Regions from separate parts of the Mus musculus genome. Here region 1 is linked to region 2. The links are chromatin contacts, called in public promoter capture Hi-C maps. All regions are on one chromosome and are shown on one strand. Each heading gives the region's core, a stretch centred on a gene start, on an enhancer-like site or on the middle of the called end of the contact. The rest is flanking DNA. Distances are from core to core; before and after follow the strand shown. Region 1 holds the start of Ghsr (growth hormone secretagogue receptor). Region 2 holds the start of A830092H15Rik (a long non-coding RNA gene).

Region 1 (2,700 bases), core at 12-2,511, 1.0 Mb before region 2:
AAGCCACCGGGGTGTCAGAACTCACCAAGCATCTTCACTGTCTGTTTGTGGTTCTGGTCCCTGAGCGAGGAGCCCACCGCCGCGTCGCCGCGCCTCCGCCACAGCTTCCTCCCGATGAGACTGTAGAGCACAGTGAGGCAGAAGACCGGCAGGAAGAAGAAGACGCTCGACACCCATACCATCACGGTGAGCAGCCCAGAGCGCACAGCGAACTCGGTGGCGCGGCACTCGTTGGTGTCCCGGGGATCTGTGCCGTTCTCGTGCTCCACGCCCACCAGCACGAAGATGGGCCCCGCGCTGCAGAAGGCCACGGCCCAAATGACAAGGATGACCAGCTTCACACGGCCCTTGGTGACCACCACCTTGGCCCGCAGCGGGAAGCAGATGGCGAAGTAGCGCTCGACGCTCAGCGCGGTGATGGTGAGGACCGTGGCGTAGGTGCAGCTCTCGCTGACAAACTGGAAGAGTTTGCAGAGCAGGTCGCCGAAGTTCCAGGGCCGATACTGCCAGAGGCGGACGAGGTCCAGCGGCATGCACAGGAAGATGAGCAGATCGGAGAAGGCCATGCTGGATAGGTAGAGGTTGGTGGTGGTGCGCAGCTCGCGGAAGCGGGACACCACCAGCATGGTGAGCAGGTTGCCCGAGATGCCCACCACGAAGAGCGCCACGCAGGTGGCAGTGACGCCCGCCAGCAGCGGCGCGGGGAACAGTGGCAGCAGTTCGTCAGAGAGTGAGTCGTTGCCGGGAGAAGCGTCCCAGTCCAGGTCCAGCGTGACGTTAGGCTCCGGCTCCTCGCTGGGCGTCGCGTTCCACATGTTGCCAGGCTTGGGGTCGCAGCCGCGCGGAAATCTGGTCCCCTGAGGAGGTCCTCCTAGGCGCGGAAGAGTGGGGGCCGGGCGGGGGGCGGCGTGGGGGGAGGAATGGGCGCGAGCAGCAGGAAGGATGCTTGGGGAAGAGAGAAGTGAGAAGAAGCCTAGGAGAAGGTGGAATGGGGGTGCGAACATTAGCGATGAAAGGAAGAGAGTGACCCACTGCACGTCTCTCCCTATTTCCTTCCGTTCCTCCTCTCCCCTCCCTCCCACATCTCTCTTTTCTTCCCCCTTCCCACTATCTTCCCCACACAGTCCCGGTCTCCCAATACAGCCTCGACTGTACACGCACTCACTTACCTGTCACTCTATCGGCGGCGCCACCAGCAGTGCCTGGCACTGGAGATCTCGCCCCAGCAGCCTGTCGTGCTCCCCACAGCGTCCGAGTGCGTGGGCTCTGCGGAAGGCAGGCGCTGCAAAGCGAGTGTGTGAGGGCTCCTCTCTCCACTCTTGGGCGCTAGGGTGGCCGGGAAGGATAGGTCATTTGGGTAAAGTAATGAAGGGTGGAGACCGTAGTGAAAGATGCCTTCAGCAGCGGGATCAAAGCTCTTCCTTCACAGAGAGACGGGAGAAAAAGCGAGTGTTCCCCTCGGTGGAGAAAGAAAGGCAGAGGGGAAAACGGAAGCTTCTATTTGTATTCAAATCAGAGGAGACAGTGCGCACCTGGGAAGAGCTTCTGGCAATCTTAGAACACACCCCAGTGGGTGTTCGCCCGGATTTTAAACCCAGAATCTGCTCTGAGATCACAGATCAAAACCAGAGCTGGTTCATTCTCCAAGTGTGCGAAAGCCCTGTTCTAAATCCCAGCCCTAGGACTTGGTGTGGTTAAGGGGTATGCTGGATGAGCATGAAAGTCACCTTTACAAACTGAAGTAAACTAGCGCAGGGACAAGAACGCTGCAGAGACCCACACAGGGGGAAATGTGTGGCAAGTGCAGGAGCAGAAGCAGCCTGTGCTGCCAGGCTGGCGCACGTCGAGGGTGAGCAGTAAACTTCTTAAAAGCTTGGTTTGGAGAGATCAGCTACTTAGAAGCTGCGATCCCCCCCCCCCCCCCCGGCCAAGAGCTCCAACCTTCGGAGCTTTAGTTTGCTGTTGTTTCTTTGTAAAATGCTAGACAGCGTAAGGATCATTGGGGATGGAAGCCAAACATCTGAGATGCCTGAGCCATTTGACAAATTAATAAGGGCTAGCGTTTCTTCCTGGTTGCTAGTGAGAAAGGGGATTTTCATTCGATGGGAATGAATTTCAGGGCATCTCGGTACTAACAAGGGTCTTCCGAGAACGACCTGCGCATCTGCTGTTCAGATCTGGGAATCCACACCTGAAAAATTGAGAAGACCCTTTGAGAGCTCAGAGCCTCTTCATGGTTCCTGCTCATTAACAGGAACTGTTCAGCACCTCGGCCAGCGCCCGAGCCCCTCACATGTGCACGTGTTCTGATCTGCCTCCTCAAGCCTGAAGCTTTTCCCAACAGTCTTGTGCTTCAGTGCTGAAGGAGGGAGACCACCCACCAAAATGCAGATCAATCATTAACAGTTTCTTGCATACCGGAGTGCAATACCACATGCCTTTGCTAGATGGCTTATTGCCTTCTCTATCACCTAAATTGTTAGCTCACAAGTCAGACAGGAACTCAGTGTATGCACATGTACATGAGACTCACAATGAAAAAAATCAAAATATTGTGTGAAGGAAGTTTGACTCACAGTTTGCCTGTGACTTCACCACACCATGGCTTAGTTACACTGATGCATTACAGACTTTGTTCCAAATTGACTTTGAATTTATCTAAAATATCGTCAAACCCAGAGCCATCAAGATAGCTCAGCA
Region 2 (2,700 bases), core at 75-2,574:
TGTGGCGATTGCTCATTTGGCTGACGGATCCGTGGTTCCCAGAAAAACCTCATCTTCTCCGTTTCTACTCTCCTTTAGGCGTCTCCAGTTTCAAGTGTGTGTTTAGGGATAATTTCATATTTTTCTTTTTCTTCCTCTTCCTCCAAAGCTTCTCAGGAATTCTGGCACGAAATCCTTGGATACATTTGCTCTGCCAAGTTTTGCTGCTCCAGCCCCCTCCCTCCTCCAGAGGCTTCTGGGGTGCTCTTCTTTTGGATTTACATGCAAAGAACCTATATATGTTTATATATCGGTCGGGTAGCTTATGATACATTTACGTGCGTCTCAAAGCTTGGTTTTCATCTTCTTCTCCTCAACACAGCGAAATGTTCCAGAGCTGATGAGCACAGAGACCATTATTCACATTCTTTTGATCCTGGTTTGGAACAAGGGGAGGGAGAGTGAAGAACTGTTTAACGTTCTGCCATCCTTAGGCTGAACGCTAGGCACCAAGAAGTATTTCTGGTTGCAGAGCAGGTACAACGGGGGCTTAGAGAGAAGGTAAGGGGGCCTCTTGAGTCTACTAGGCATGGCATTTACCTCAGTCCTAGGGACTGCTGATAACTTCCTGCTGGCTTCTACCTGCCCTCACCTTTTCCACCAACCCTACCCCATCCCTGTTCTCTACCTTGCTCCACCCTTTTCCAAAATCCCCGGGGCCCAGGAGGAGGGATCGGGTGCTGGGGAGGGTGACTGTGTTAAAGATGTGATAGTCCATTACAGTTTAAATGTGTCTTGTATTCCCCCACTTGATTGAGTTTCCCAGTACCTGCCTCTGTCTTTTAGCGGTTTAAAATACATTTTGTCCTTTATACAACAACAGTAACAAAAACAACAACAACAACAACTACAACAAAATGCTATGTCGATCAGATCAATGTTTTAAACACATCTTGGTGTTAAGTCTCCACTACTATCTTCTGATGAAAATAAAAACAATAAAAATTAATGAACTTTAATGAGCTGGGTGGTTTCTTCAATACTAGGTTTCATAGAATCTCCAAAATGCAGATAAACAGCAAGGAGGACAGTGGGCTTCAGCTCCTGTAAATTCCAGTTGTGTCACAGGGAGGGCAAATCCCCAGAGTTGAGAGAGAGGGAGCTAAGTCTAGCATAAGAAGACCTACGCGGCCAGCGAGTTTTTTAAAACCCACCTTTTACACTGCATCCAGTCCTCGATTAACTCCTGCTCTGGGGATGCGTTAACCGAACAGACCTTTTGATGGAGAAGTGGGCTCTTCTCTCTGTTCCTGGTCTTCAGCCAGCCTCCTTCCTCCCCCTCTGCCTGTCTGGCCCTGGCACTTTGCAAATCGCCGGTTTTGCGCACCCTCGCGGTGGGCGTTCTCCACGTTGCATCCTGCCCCCTCGGTCCTTCTTCCAGCGGGGTGGCCGAGTACATGCATCTTTCTCGGGGGGCTCGCTCGCACACGCCCTCTCCCGCAGCCCGCGACTCCCCACCTGCCCCGGCTCGCCTTAGCCTCTCTTCTCCTTCGGGTGCATCCCTGACCCTGGCATCCCTTCATCCCGGCCTGCTAGGGTTCGGAGCGTCGGGACGCGGCTGTGGCGGCGGTGCGGAGCTGGTGTGGGAAGCCAAGGCAGGAAAGGCGAACCCGAGTGGGTGGTGAGAGGCCAACCGAGTCCGTGGGAGCCAGGGAAGCCGAGAGGAGTGAGACACTGAGTGTGCGCTGCGCGCTGCCCTGGTCGGGGCGGACTCGTGCGGAGGCTCCTAGTCTTCCGAGCGGCGCCCCAGCCTCTGCAGTGAGCCTGCTTGGGTGCGCCTTGGGACCCAGGCACCCAGATCCCGGAGGTCGGCGGAGAGGTACCCGAGAAAGGCAGTGATTCTGAGAGTCCGCGGAGGGGAGACGCGGAGGCTGAGCGGATGGAGGAACAATGCCGCCTCCAGAAGCAAAGCCTTTCTTGAGCCTTGGCTGGAGTGTGGAGTCGGCTCTCTGCTCTGCTCTCTCCAGGCCTTGAGGCTACTTCTGGGCTTGGTTCCGCCTCTTAGTTTGACAGGAATTAGAAAGTTGCTCTTCTTCTCTACAAGGTTTCCTTTGAAGTGGCTTTCCGATCTGCGTGCTGGTTCAAGTCAAGATGTCACTTTCTGGATCCCCCGCGAGGAGCGACTAATAGATTATGCATTGTTGGGCAATAAACTCTCCTGGGAAGAGAGGGTAGTCCACCCCAAGGTTTAAACGGTTCGCCACTGACTCCTGCCAGCCTCAGCACAATGCCTTGTGAGTAGACATAATATTAAAGCAACCTGCAGTAAATTTTAAATTATTTAGGATGAGGTTTTTGAACGAGGAATAATTTATTCCGGAGGAAGCAGTTAGGCTGTTATTGGAATGAGGGAAATATGTCCCATATTTGATTCATTTGTGATTATTCTAATGAGCTCTGGCCTGTACCACTGTTTTCTCTTTCTCTCTCTCTCTCTCTCTCTCTCTCTCTCTCTCTCTCTCTCTCTCTCTCTCTCTCTCTCTCTCTCTCTCTCTCTCTCTCTCTCTTTTTCCTTCCATTTCTAGGGCCTTAGTGGTAGACATAGGGCTGGGGAAATGTGAATTTAGATAGTTAACCCTCTCTCTTTCACTGTGTGTTTTAATAGAGTGTTGACATCCCAATTTCCCTCTTTTTATACTAAAACTACTGTAGCCTATTTTG

Evidence for each region. Promoter capture Hi-C pulls out the DNA fragments that hold promoters and counts their contacts.
Region 1: a promoter capture Hi-C map of embryonic stem cells shows a contact between it and region 2, with 4 times the contacts expected there. The contact joins the promoter of Ghsr here to the promoter of A830092H15Rik in region 2. A contact is called at or near these places in 2 of 39 promoter capture datasets (embryonic stem cells and stem cell-derived epiblast-like cells).

The regions. Positions count from the first base shown.
Region 1 is chr3:27,369,912-27,372,611 of GRCm38.p6, reverse strand. Ghsr (growth hormone secretagogue receptor) reads right to left here and starts at 1,261. Exons shown (of 3, transcript NM_177330.4): 1 at 1,170-1,261; 2 at 26-973. The coding sequence starts at 815.
Region 2 is chr3:26,330,577-26,333,276 of GRCm38.p6, reverse strand. A830092H15Rik (a long non-coding RNA gene) reads right to left here and starts at 1,324. Exons shown (of 2, transcript XR_389623.4): 1 at 1,194-1,324; 2 at 1-415. It also overlaps a transcript of Nlgn1 not described here.